Linked DNA regions of Anas platyrhynchos: region 2 is linked to region 1. The links are chromatin contacts, called in public Hi-C maps. All regions are on one chromosome and are shown on one strand. The core of a region is the stretch at or near the end of the contact, and the rest is flanking DNA. Distances in the headings are between cores, read along the strand shown. Region 1 holds the start of TNNT2 (troponin T2, cardiac type). Region 2 overlaps PPP1R12B (protein phosphatase 1 regulatory subunit 12B).

Region 1 (6,536 bases), core at 1,132-3,631:
GCCTTGGTTTCCTCGGTCTCCTCTTCTGCCTCCTCTACCTGTTCTTCCTGACCTGGGGAACAAGGGCAGGGTCACTGCGAGAGCCGTGGCTGCCGCTGGCTCCTCGCAGCCCCCTCCTGGGGGACATCTGTGGCTCGGAGCCGGCCACCAGCAAGGCCAAAGAGCCCCGGGGGAGAGGAAGCTACAGGAGAAAGAAGCAGCAGCTCAGAAAGCAAAGGGCTTTGTTCTAACCTGCACCTGAAGGCTCTGCTTGGGTGGGGAGGGGGATAAATTTAAAGGATTTAGAGCCTGGTTTGTCCCTCGTTCCCTCCCCGCCAAGCTAGGCCCTCAGACCCCAGGGTGCAGAGGAGGGATTGCTGTTGCCCTCCTCCACCCAGCAAAGAACAAGGCTGGGTGGCATGGGTCTCATTTATGGCACGGTTGGAGCCTTTTTCCACTGGAGGGAGCAGTATCCCCATGAGAATCCTCCATCGGAGCGAGAGCAGCGCTGGGGCCCACAGGTCCTGGGCAGACTTGTGGTCCCGCAGCAAGAGAGGAAGAAAGAAAAAGAAAACAGCAAGCCACGGGCATTTTTGGGGGTAGATGTAAGACAGAAACCACAGAACGAGAGCAGGTATGCACAGCACGGCTGGATGGGGGGAGTGCAAGAAGCAACAGAGAGAAGTGAAAGAATGGAAGAAAACCCTTCCCCAGCCGGGGAAAGGCACGAGACAGATGGACCCACAAGGTGTTCACAGCAGCAGTGGAGAGATGAAATAAAGAAAGGTGCAATAGCTACCGTCTTCTTCCTCAATCCATTCTTCCTCTTCTGAGCCCGGGAGGAGGGGAAGGAATAAGCGCAGAGGTTAGTGAGACGCCGTAAAGCTGCGGGGTGTAGCTACGGCACGCGTGAGATGAGGACTCCAGCCCTTTGCTTTTAATTTCCAGGATGCTTCACCCTACAGCAGCCCACCTGGCAGTGCCCTGAAGCAGCAAGACCCCCAGCAAAACCCAGGCCACAAGCCCAGCCTTGCATGCTCAGCCCAGCCATGTCCCAGAGCAGCTGCATGCAGCGGGGGGGTCGGTTTTTCACCGTACGGGGGCAGCTGGAGGCTTCTCCTCCAGCACCATTAACATACATTCAGCTGAAGCGCCAGCTCCCCTTGAGCCATTGTGCTTACAACTCTGAAAATACCCAAATCCGCCCCTCTTTTTGAGACAAGGGATCTCCCTGTTAAAAGAGATCCTAAGAATATTCAGGCCGGCTTTGATCCCACTGATGTTTCAGGTGGAGGAATTCACAACACGGCCTCACACAGCCTCCTCTGGCCCATTGCAGCCCAGCAGCTTGCCACCACCACCCACTCGAGCATAACACCGAACCAGCAGCACTGATCCAACCACAAACAAAACACCTACCTTCTTCCACGTACTCCTCTTCACAGAGCACATGTGCGCACAGGAGAAAGGGAAGGGAAAGAAGACGCAGGTTATTGAAGCCGCTCTGATCGTTTCTTAGCATCAGTCTCGGGGCAGCTGTGGATGCTCCACGTCCCCTTACCTTCCTGCTCCCTGCAAAGCACGACACAAAGTGCCCCAGTTACAGCAATCCTCTGTAAAGGAGCTGAAATTTTCTCAAGCTGGGTCCCGCTTTCCATATCGGCGGGTTTGAGTGCTCAGCAGGCTGCGGGGTGCCGTGCTGTAAGGTGGCAGTGGGGACAGGTCGAGTCCCCCATCACCCAGCAGGCTGCAGACATCGGCAGCCTGCAGTGCTCAGCTGGCACTCCGGTGGTGGTCAGAGCCCAGGAGCATTTCACAGCTCGAGAAGGGGGTCTGAAACTCCAGGTACGGGCAGCCTACATCTCGCCCTTATATCAGACAAGGGCTCAGATGTAATTTTGCTGATGGTGCATGAGGAAATAGCAGCCACGTTTGGACCGGTCCCTATAGCCACGTGGCTCCAATGTCAATCCCCTTCCCTTCAGGTGTTCCAGCAGCTCTCACCAGCAAAATCTGCCCTTGGATTTGGGCCTTGTTGGGATGCTCAGGACGCTGCAGTAGGACCCCATCAGCAACACAATGATGGAGCCAGCGTTTTCTCAGCTCTGTCCCATTGGTTTAGAGCACATAACTTTTAGGGCAGGGTCTATTCCTTTGCAGAACATTTGCTTATCGGCTCCAAACTCCCCACAGAACCGTCAGAGCAGTGATGCCATTGGGCAGGGGGGATCCCAAGGTGCTTTCATGCTGGGTGCTGGGGCAACAACCACAGCTGGGCCCCCCATCAGCACCTCTAAGCAACGCTTGACCCTACAGGAAGACAAGAATTGGGAGAGAGAAAGGTGCTTAAAAACACACCACTTACTGCTCATACTCTTCAACGACCTCTTCAGAGTCCGACATGCTTGGTTATCTAGCAGAATTCAAGGCAAGGTGGAAAAAGCGAGGGTTAGGAGCTGAGATAAGAACAAGCACAGCCTGTCCTGCGGCACCCACGACATGGGCACCGTGATGCTGCGTCTCTCCAAAGTACTTGGAGCTGGGAGCTGTCCCCCGCCGGGCTGTGGTGGTGATATCTCAGTGGAGATAAGGTCCCCCCGCTCCCCTCCTGTCCCAGGATCAGAGCTCGCCCCAAATAAGAGGCAGGAGATTAGACACTGCCTCGTGCCGTGCTGATAGCTGCCATCAGGAGCCACGTCTGGGACACGCAGCTCCCCTTGCTGGAGCCATCCCAGGGTGCTGTGTTTGCTCAGGGCACGGGAAAATTACCCAATTATAACGTTCAGCTTGGTTTGCTTCCTGACTATTCTTAGCTCAGCTGGGATATGGAACCTTGCAGGGACATCCCGTTATCTGCAATAGGCTGAGCTTAGCTAAAGGGGACAAGAACTCAGATCCCAGCTGAGCAGCAGGGCTAAGTGCAGCGAAAACCATGGAAATGTCCATGCTCATCTTCCTCGCACACCGATCTCCCTCCCAGCCCGTGGCTGGGTGAATGCCACCCGTCGGCACTCCTCGCCCTGCTCCCACCCAATGCTGCAGCACAAGGTTGCACAGCCCAGCCCCTGCACAGCCTGGCCACCCTGCTCCTGCGGGACCTCGGCGAGGCTGCGATGCGGCAGGACAACGTGAGGCAGCTCTAGAAATAACCCCCATGTGCCGAGCCACCTGTTCCCAGAGCAGCGCTCCCATCGGGCAACCGGGAACAACTGGCCCTGGCTGCATCTGTCGGGCATTCATTACCCAGGATGGGTTGGAGAGGCTTCAGGATCGCTCATTAAAGATGCTGAATCCGGGACCAGGACCCACAGGCATGGGGAAGATGCACTGCAGGAGGGATGCCTCAGCATACCACACGGCTGTCAAACCTCCTTTCTGAGCAATGACTCAGGAGTGCTTTTTGGAGACAAATGAAGTCAGAAGCCAGCCCCGACTGCCCCGGGTTCACTGCCCCAGCTGCTGCTGTTGTCCCCATCCCTCCAACAGACCCGGGGTTCAGCCCCACGCGTTCCCCAGAACTCCCCATGCCTGGCCCTGCGAGGCATGGTCCTGCCACCTCAGAGTTTGGCCAAACCTTTTTATGTTGCCACTAGCACCCAGGGCTTCATGTGGCCCTTGTACAACACAGGAGCAGAGATCCCCTCCTGGCCACGAGGCTGTAAACATGCATTTCTGGAAGTGTATTTCTGCATTGCCATGCATCTCCTCTCTGCTACATCACCAGATCCCACCACACATTTGCTGAGGAGCAGCAGCAAAATCAAGAAAAGATAATGTTATACTGGAAAGCGGCTCTGAGAAATATTTTTCCATCCTCTGTGCAAAAAATGGCACAGAAGCAGGATAAATCTTCCAGTTAAGGCTCTGAGTGCTCGTTCTGAAAGAAAAGTGAGGATCCTGGCTCTGCTGGTCCCCGTGGGCCAGTACGATGCTCCCAAAGCACCGCATCCCTCCTGTCTGCCCGGAGATATGGGGAGCAGGGATCTGCAAGATCCCCTAAAAGCACCCAAAATCCTTTCCAGCCATCTTACATCACTCAAACCGCACTGGATGTGCTGCAGAGAAACCCCCTGGAGAGGGTCCTGATGCTTTCCCTGGGGAAATGCCTTCACAGCAGAAACACATCCCAGAGCAAGCAGCTGGGCAGGGCCATCAGCCCCGAGCCAAATCCACACGGGGCCTGCATCTCCTGCGCTTTCACAGCAGAGCCCGAGCATCCCACGGAGCCGCCCCAACCTTACCTCTGCTGTGGGGCGCAGGTGAGGTCCCACGGAGCCGTGGGGAAGCCGGCGGGTGTCTGGGGTGTGCTCCTTGGGGGGCAGAGGCTTTAAGGGGCCCCCAGCGCCCACCCCGGGGCGGGCAGCGCCGGCAGGAATGCGCCCGGCGCCCAGCGAGGAATGCAACACTTGTGAGCTGCTATTTCGGCAGCCGCGGCCCCGGCCCCCTCCGCGCTCCCCCTGCCCCCCCAGGAGCCCATATAAGCCCAAGCTATTGTGTGGCCTCAGAGATTTGCTATTTTAAACCCGCCGGACGGAGATACGTGAGTGCCCGAGGGGCTGACACAAGCCAGCCAGCTGTCACCTTCTAGGGCTGGGGACGCTGATAAGGCAGAGCCGGGGACCAGACCCTCCGCACCAAGATGCTGTCCTGTGAAGGTTCGGATTGTTTTTACCCCCCCCTTTGAGACATCCGTCTCAGGTTTTTGCCTTTTTTCCTCTTGAGAGAAGATGGGGAGCAAACCTTTCCAGGTCCCAGTCCAGGAGCAGCCAACCGGGAGCTTCTTAGAAAGAACTTTTATTAGAAAAAAAAGAAAAAAAAAAAAAAAAGGCAAAGAGGAAAACCAAATCCCTTCTAAAGCCCAACAAGCAAGATGAGACCAAGGGGCAGCAGGAGGGTCCCACACCGAATTTAGACACCGCAGTGGTTGCTGAAGGCACAGCCCCAGCCCGTGGCACGGCCCCAGCAGGATTTGAGCATCATTTTATGGGCTGCCCACAGCACCTTGTGCCCCCCCAGGGTGGGCGCAGCAGCCGGGGAGAGTGGGGACCGGGTGGCTTTGGGATCTGCATCGCAAAGGGCTCCAGGGGAAGTGTGAGAAGGGAACGGGGCTTGCAGAAGGGGTCCAGGACAGGGCTCCCAGCTCCACGCAGCCCCACAAATAGGTCTGTGGCCAGCCTGCCCTCCCCATAGCACTCAGCAAAAGGGGTCACTGCTTGCAGGGGATGGGAGTGGTGAAGGACACGTCTGAGCTGTGTGCTGGAGGGAAGCACCAGTGCTGTCAGGTCCACCTGTCCTCCACGGGGGGCTCCAAGCTAGGCTGGTGCATGAGCAACTTGGCAAACAGAGTTTTAGGGGCTTCGGTCCCCTCCAGCAGTCACAGCTTGGGGAGGGGGTGACATCTGCCTGCACCCCCACCTCACGCCACACTCAGGGATGGGCACGGTCCATGGGTGGGCAGCCAAAACTGCCCTGGCCCGGCAGCCTCTCACCCCAACAGCAGGATCCAGCTGCAAGGGACACGCGCAAGCTGCTCCCCTTAGCAAGCGCAGGTTGGGGCACAGCCAGGGATTAGGAGCAAAACACCAAAATGTTGTAGGGAAGCAAGGCCAGAGCCTGCCTTCAGCACCTGCAGGGAACCTCCAGGCCTGGGTATTCCTGGAGAGGCAGGGAGTGAGGGTTGGGGATGCAGGGATGGGATTCCAGCCTTCTTCCTTCCCAGCCCACAAGCAGAGGACCCCGGCCACCCCATCCCACCCACACGTGGCAGTGGGGACACTCGTGGCAGTGGGCAGGGCTGGCACGGATGATTGGGCAGGGCCAGGCTTTGATCTTCAGAGCAAACCAGTTTTTCCCCCAGATCATCTGATATTATTGCATACGATATTATTGCAGCTGGAAGAGAAAGTGAAAAACAGTGAGGCCGGGGCTGGGGCTGGGGGTGATGCACGGGTGAGCAGGTCCCAGTCGTGCCCCGGCTCGGAGCAGTTCTCAGCGCAGCTCCACATCTACCTTGGTGCCTGCAGGGGCGTCTCTGGGCTGCTTTACCCAGACGTCACGCTTTGGCAGGCTGTTTATTTTCCCGACGTCCTGCAAATAAGAGAGTCATGAGTGGCACGAGAAGGTTTCCTCCATGCATCATATGCATTACTGCCTTGCTGTCTGTAAGCAGCCCTCGAAGCGGGATTGCCCCAGCTAAAACCACCCAGCCTTGAGATCCTACACCTGGTAGACCCCAAAAAAACAACTGCAGCACCAGCCCACAGAGGTGGATGGCGGCTTTATTTCAGGAATATAGGAGGAAAAAAGCCTTACCCAGAAGTGACCCCAGGAGCAAACCCTTTCCCAGCAGCCGGAGCCAGCTCAGCCTCCCGGCACAGACACGTTTGGGCAGTGCTAATCCTGGAGCTCAGCGCCGGGGTGCCCAGGCTTGCCCGCCCGGGCTGCGGGGCTGGGCTGGAGCTGCCCCTCCTGTACCTACACAGCTGCCACGAGCAGCGGCAAAATCCTATTGCTTTGTGGGGTGACACCTGCCCAGCATTTGTCCTGGCTGATTCTCC
Region 2 (5,682 bases), core at 1,532-4,031, 100 kb after region 1:
GTGTGCCGCTTCCACGGCAGTAGGATTTTTCCTTTCCCTGATCTTCACTGATTCACCTCCACGCCGTTATTCTCTCGCTGAAACTCAGCTGGGCTTGTCTAAAAGGTGCTGCTCGCGCTGGCCTGCGTGTGAGTGATCTGCAGCGGCTCCGGTGTGCTCTAATCCCCTCGCACACACTTTGCCAAGATGTAATACTCAGCTGAGAGCCCGGCTGTGGTGATGTTCTGTTGGATATTTACTGTGCTCTGAAGGACGTGATTTTGTGATGTTTTACAGTGCTTCATTTGGTAGAAGTAGTGACCTCAGCAGCCCCTACATTTCAGCCAGTCGCAATACATCTCTAGCTACCTCACCCACTACCACTGGTCCATCTACCTCACTGAGCGCCCCGTGGCATCCTGCCTCTGCCTGTCCCACACCTCTCGGTGCGAACACCGCTGCGTCAGCCCGCCCGTACACCAGGTAACGGCTCTCAGCGGAGATAACGCTGCAGCAAATCGGCATTTGGGTTGGAAGTTCTGAGTTCTGGATTGTGGATTGGAAATGTACCTGCACAGGGGAAACCTTGATAAGACATTCCAGAGTGGTTACGTTGGGCAGTTTCGGTAGTGTGTATGCACCAGGAAGCAGTTCACAGCCCGTGGGTGACCTCCTTCACTCACTGGAGTGGTCGACTGGGCACTCTTAACGCCCTGGTACGATCACAAGGGGCTGCTCAGGCCGCTCTCGGGTGTTCACTGTACGTGTCTCAGCGTTCATTCCTCCTGCCTGCTCACCGGTCACATTTTCTAATCATTTTTGCTGCAAACAGGGATGTGAAGCCTAACCGTGAATTCCTCTCGCTTATTCTTCTACAAGATTTTAAACTCTCATTTTCCTCTGTGCTGTTCCCTTCTAAAACACGAGCGCAGAACAAGGAGAAGGAGCTGTCAGTGTTCCCCGGAGGTGGCTGGTCTTGGTTAGCAGTTGAGTTCACTTGCTTTGCTTTCCATTATGTCTTCTCTATTTCAGAGCCCCTTTCAGGCAACAAACTGATTCTGCTGTAGAGAAAAGTACAGAGGGCCTCTCTGCTAGCACCCCCCTAGGTGTAATCACAAACCGTGCTGTGCTCGGCTCTGCTAATGGTATTGCCAATGCCGGTGCTGCCTCCACTGCAGGAAAGGACTTCTCAGCTGAGGAAGCCAGGGAGCGCAGAAGGTTAGTGAGCAGAGTGCCGGTGCGTTTCGTTCCTCCTCTGTGACCAGGTCTCCCGTGGTGGCAGCAGGGGGCTGTAAGAGGTGTTTTTTTGGCACGGCGCAAAGTCTCTCTGCTGCCCCTGCTCCGTCCTGAGGTTTTGAACGGAGTCATCGCTGGGTTGAAGGTTAAATTTAGCTTCGTGATTTTCTGCTTGTCCTTTCAGCGCGTCTCGGCGTTTTTCTTCAGTAGTCGTCTCTGCTACCAGTCTCAGTCCCTAAGGCCTCTGTGCACAGAGGGACAGACTGCACAGCAGCCACTTGGAGTAGGTCCTGTAACACAAAGCTCCTCCTAAAAGAGCTTTGGGCTGAGATGCGTTCAGACAAAAATGCATCCCTCTGGTTCTTCGTTCGGTTTGCACATGCCCCCATGGAGACATCTGCTGCCCAAGTCCCCTAGGTCCCTCCGTTATTAGTTTGGGGGGCAACAAATCCTCCTGGAGCACGTAGGTGTGTGACACGGGAGCAGATGGACTGCCCTCCAGCAGCATTCATTTTTTTCCTCTGAGGGTGGTGAGGCACTGGAACAGGCTGCCCAGAGAAGCCATGGATGTGTTCAAGGCCAGGCTGGATGGGGTTTTGGGCAACCTGCTGTGGTGGGACGTGTCCCTGCACGTGGCAGGGGGGTGGAATTAGATGATCTTTAAGGTCCCTTCCCACCCAAGCCATTCTACATGTACGGTTCTGTGATTTTAAGACTGGGAAAATAGAAACCTGGCATGGTTGGTACTCTTTTGAAAGGAAATTTACCTTCTGCATTTAAGTACGGAGCATCGAGTGATCCATATTTATTGCTGCAAACAGGTAAACTTTTGCAAGATCTGTCCCTTCTGATGGCGTGGATGAAGTGGCAATAAATAAAATGCAGCGATGAGCTGTGTATTTCTAATGGGCAGCCTGTTCATGGAGTGTTTCCAGTAACTAGATTCTTCTGAACTAAAATAATAACTTCTCCTTGAAATACAGACCGTCCTGAGCGTGGAGATAATGCTCTGTACTCTGACATATTTTAAGTGGCCTCGAGCCAAAGGATGTGAAAAGCAATGATGGAAATTATCAGCTTGTAAAGATAAAGATGGTGGAGCTCCGAGGTGCCATGTAATCTGCAGGCAGCCCCGTGACCTCCCTGGTGGAAGGAGGGCATGCCTGCTGCATGCTTCAGCTGCAAGGGATCCAAGAAAGCAAGCTAGTCTGTGCTGTTTGGAAAATACCCAGACTTGTCAGCTTGTTCAGGCATTTTTTTTCCTTTTTCTAGAGCTAGCTCAGGTAGTGCTCTGAAGGTATTGCAAGGGTTCTCTATGAACCACATCCATCCACTCTGTCTGCGGGGAAATAATTTGCAGTTGCTGCTGCAGTGTCTTTGTCTGTCAGGACACTTACAGTCACCGCTAGGAGTGCCTCTGCGTGCTCCTTGTCATTTTGCTAGGGTCAGTTGGCTTGGTGTCATTTGCAATTGAATCGAGACGAGCTGCCAAAGATCCTCCTGGTGCAAAGAGAGATTGTGCAAGAGGACAGAGCGTGCATTGTGCTTGCAGCTCACACTCCAGCCCGTTTCACAACCCTATCTCTGTTTTGGCAAGCGCAGAATAAAGTTGCGGCAGCTTTAGATTCTTCCCAGGAGAAGTGGTCTCCACAAAGCCCACCAGAGCCTTGGCGCTGTCTCCAGACAGGGAGCTTGACTGTGACTGTACTTGTAAATGCCAAAAAGATCATCTATTAATATCACTGCGTCGGCATTTATTGCCGAATCAGTTTCTATAAATAATAGAGGAGATCTGTTTGTCTCCTGCATTTTTATTAGCGAGCCGTCTCTTGCGAATTATGTTAATGCAAAGGGATCAACACCAGAAAATTCCTCCCACCTTTAATCGATGCTTTGCAGCTACCGAGGGAAAAAACACAGCAATGATGCATTACGGGTGGAGGAAACCTCGCTTGTGGATGTGTGTTCTACCAGCAGGATACACCGACAGAGCCACTGCCTGCACACGTTGAACTAGGAAACACGGACTTGGAGGAACAGGAGAGGTCACCTAAATGGGAAAAGCTCATTTTGGAAGGAGGCCAACTTCAGGAAAATAAAATAAGAAGGGAAAATGGCAAACAGTTGTCAGGGAAGCACTGTATGCATTTCGGCTCCTGCCGGCAGCTGTTGCAGGAGCATTTGGTCAGCTTCAGTGTTTCCAAAGCTCCGGCTTTCTCTTAGCAACAAAAACACAAACAAGCTTATCTTCTAATATTAGATCACAGCAATGGCTCCGAAGTTGTAGCCTTAAATTATCCAGGCGAAGCCAAAAGGTTAGAGCAGAAGATTGTGTTAGGTCTAGGGAGGAACGAGGATCAAAGGGCTCAGGAGTGCAGTTGCGCATCCTCTGCCAGCCAGCAGCCCTCGCCCTGGCCCATGGCAGCGTTTCTTCCCTGTCTTTTACCTGCTGCACGTGTCAGCTGGCCAAATTGGTCAGCCAACGCTCCGGTGGCTGGAAAATAGCATGAACCATCGCTGTGTCTTTACGGAGGGGAGGGAAGAACAAAAAAGCAAAGGCAGCAGCGCAGCTCGGAGGAATGTCCTGCGGTCTGTGTGCCTGCACTGGCCGTGGCCAAAGTGCTGCCTGCTGCTAGGGCCATATGGCTGTGCCAGGCAGCCAGGCTGCTGCCGTGCGTATTTACAGGTACCCAGCTGCACGTTCAGCCTCCCTGCGTTCTGCTGCAGCACTGCGGAGCGCCGACAGCGAGGGGCTGGAAACGTGCCATCCTCCAGAATCAATATTTTTTTTTTGCCAGTCGATTTCTCCTCTTCTTTTTTCTGGGGGACTTTTGGAGCCAGCGATGAGCATTGCTGCCGGTTTGGATGATCTCCTGCCAGCGCCAAGCTGTCTCGCATTGCAAATCATTTGTCCAGCTGAGCTCTGAACAACGCCGGCTCTGAGGGCGAGGTACAGGCGCGGGGGATGCTGTGCATCCCGTCTCCATCCCCTGTCTCACATGGATCCTGTCCCCCCCGGTGCAAAGCCGCCGTCCTTTTGGTTTCTGCTCTGTGCAAGCAAGTGGTGGGGATTCGAGGGGGGTCCTGCCGGCTGCAGCCCGCTGCCTTTATCTGCATTTATCCGAGATGACAGCGGCCTCTAGTGCCGCCGACAGCTCCCTCGCAGAGTTCGCCACGATCCTGCCCTTGCGGTTTGAGCGCCGCGCTGCGTGGCCATGTCTCTCCTGGGAGCCCTGCGCATGGAGGCGAGGTGGTCGGGGGTCACACCGAGTTGGACGTGACTTGTGGCACTGAAAGGAAGGTCTCAGGGTCTCCGCGAAGCTTCTCTGGGTCTGAAAAACTGCTCCGGATCCCAGGGCAGACGGAAAGGCCGCCGTGCAGCCCGTGGGCAGCACCTCTGTGCGTGGAGACGAGCTTTCCCCGAGAGCCTCTGAAGACAGGTCCTGAGTTTGAGCTCTCCGCTGTGTAATCACTTTAAAAGGACATTCTGGAAGTTGAAGTCACACCCAGTTTTGTCAGATTTAGGAATTTAATTTGTCCTTCCTCTTTTTTCCCCATCCGCTTTGTTTACACGATTGCATTCTGCAGTCGGGCGTTCTTCCTGCTGCTCAGGAAGGTTCCAGCCAGGTGGTCGTACTTGCTGTCAGGCCAGCTGCTAGAGGCAGGAAATACATCTCTGCCTTATTATTTTTTAACATACTCTGCCCAATTTTTCAGATAAATCAAGAGTAAGAGTGAGATGGGCTTGTTTTCTTAGGGCCCAGGGGCTGGAGGCCGTGCTCAGCCCAGCACCTTGCCCTCTAAAGATTTCCACAGATTTTTTTGCAGGTTTTGAAGAAAGTTCACTGACACGCAAGGTAAACGTGCCTGGCAAATATTTCTTCTCTGCTTCACTCCCGAGAGGAATTCATTCTTCGTTCCTTCATTCTGAGGATCCAGCTGCTAATTATAGTAGCGTATATTAATAATATATTAATAACTGAATCCTCCTCCACCAGTACTATTAGATGAACAATTTTTGGCAAGTCCTTTTGCCTCGTGATTCTTGTCCTGTCCAAATTCAGAACATGACTCCTGCGGGGTGAGCACAGATGCCTGATACCTCCGTTAACCCTCAGCATTTAACCAAAACCCGTGAAATCTTAGAGATAAACCACGGACATTGCACTCAGGGGGTCTTTAAATGTCACTGGAGAGGAAGCGGTGGATAAAGCTGTGAGCGCTGCCTTGCTGCCACCTTATTGCTGTTGTCAGTGGTGGCTGACCCTATAATCCTTGTCGCTGAGCGGTTTTTCTTCCCTTGGTGAAGGCCACGGGGGAGCACACGTGGGGACACCCCCACCAGGCACCACGGCAGGGGCAGGGACAGCTTCCCACCCCGCTGCCCAGCGGACAACAAGAAGTTAAAAGGGCTCGTGGAGAAGCGAGCCATCATCCGGCACCTGCTGTCGAAAGCGTTTTTATCTG

The links. A called contact is a pair of places that touch in the nucleus more often than the background predicts.
Region 2: a contact with region 1 is called in a Hi-C map of liver, with 1.6 times the contacts expected there. The contact joins the enhancer-like site here to the promoter of TNNT2 in region 1. A contact is called at or near these places in 2 of 8 Hi-C or Micro-C datasets (liver and subcutaneous adipose tissue).

Annotation. Positions count from the first base shown.
Region 1 is chr27:6,416,419-6,422,954 of IASCAAS_PekinDuck_T2T, forward strand. It overlaps TNNT2 (troponin T2, cardiac type), which reads right to left and starts at 2,382. Exons shown (of 15, transcript XM_038168316.2): 1 at 2,345-2,382; 2 at 1,541-1,551; 3 at 1,399-1,416; 4 at 1-52. The coding sequence starts at 2,382. It overlaps LAD1 (ladinin 1), which reads right to left. Exons shown (of 10, transcript XM_038168312.2): 9 at 5,989-6,066; 10 at 5,843-5,871. The coding sequence ends at 5,863.
Region 2 is chr27:6,518,955-6,524,636 of IASCAAS_PekinDuck_T2T, forward strand. It overlaps PPP1R12B (protein phosphatase 1 regulatory subunit 12B), which reads left to right. Exons shown (of 27, transcript XM_072028378.1): 14 at 277-462; 15 at 1,012-1,197. Among named protein-coding and RNA genes, the nearest start is that of PPP1R12B, 55 kb to the left of the region's middle. Within about 2 kb of position 2,782, at least 4 of the 8 cell types and tissues checked have an H3K27ac peak or open chromatin away from gene starts, as enhancers often do.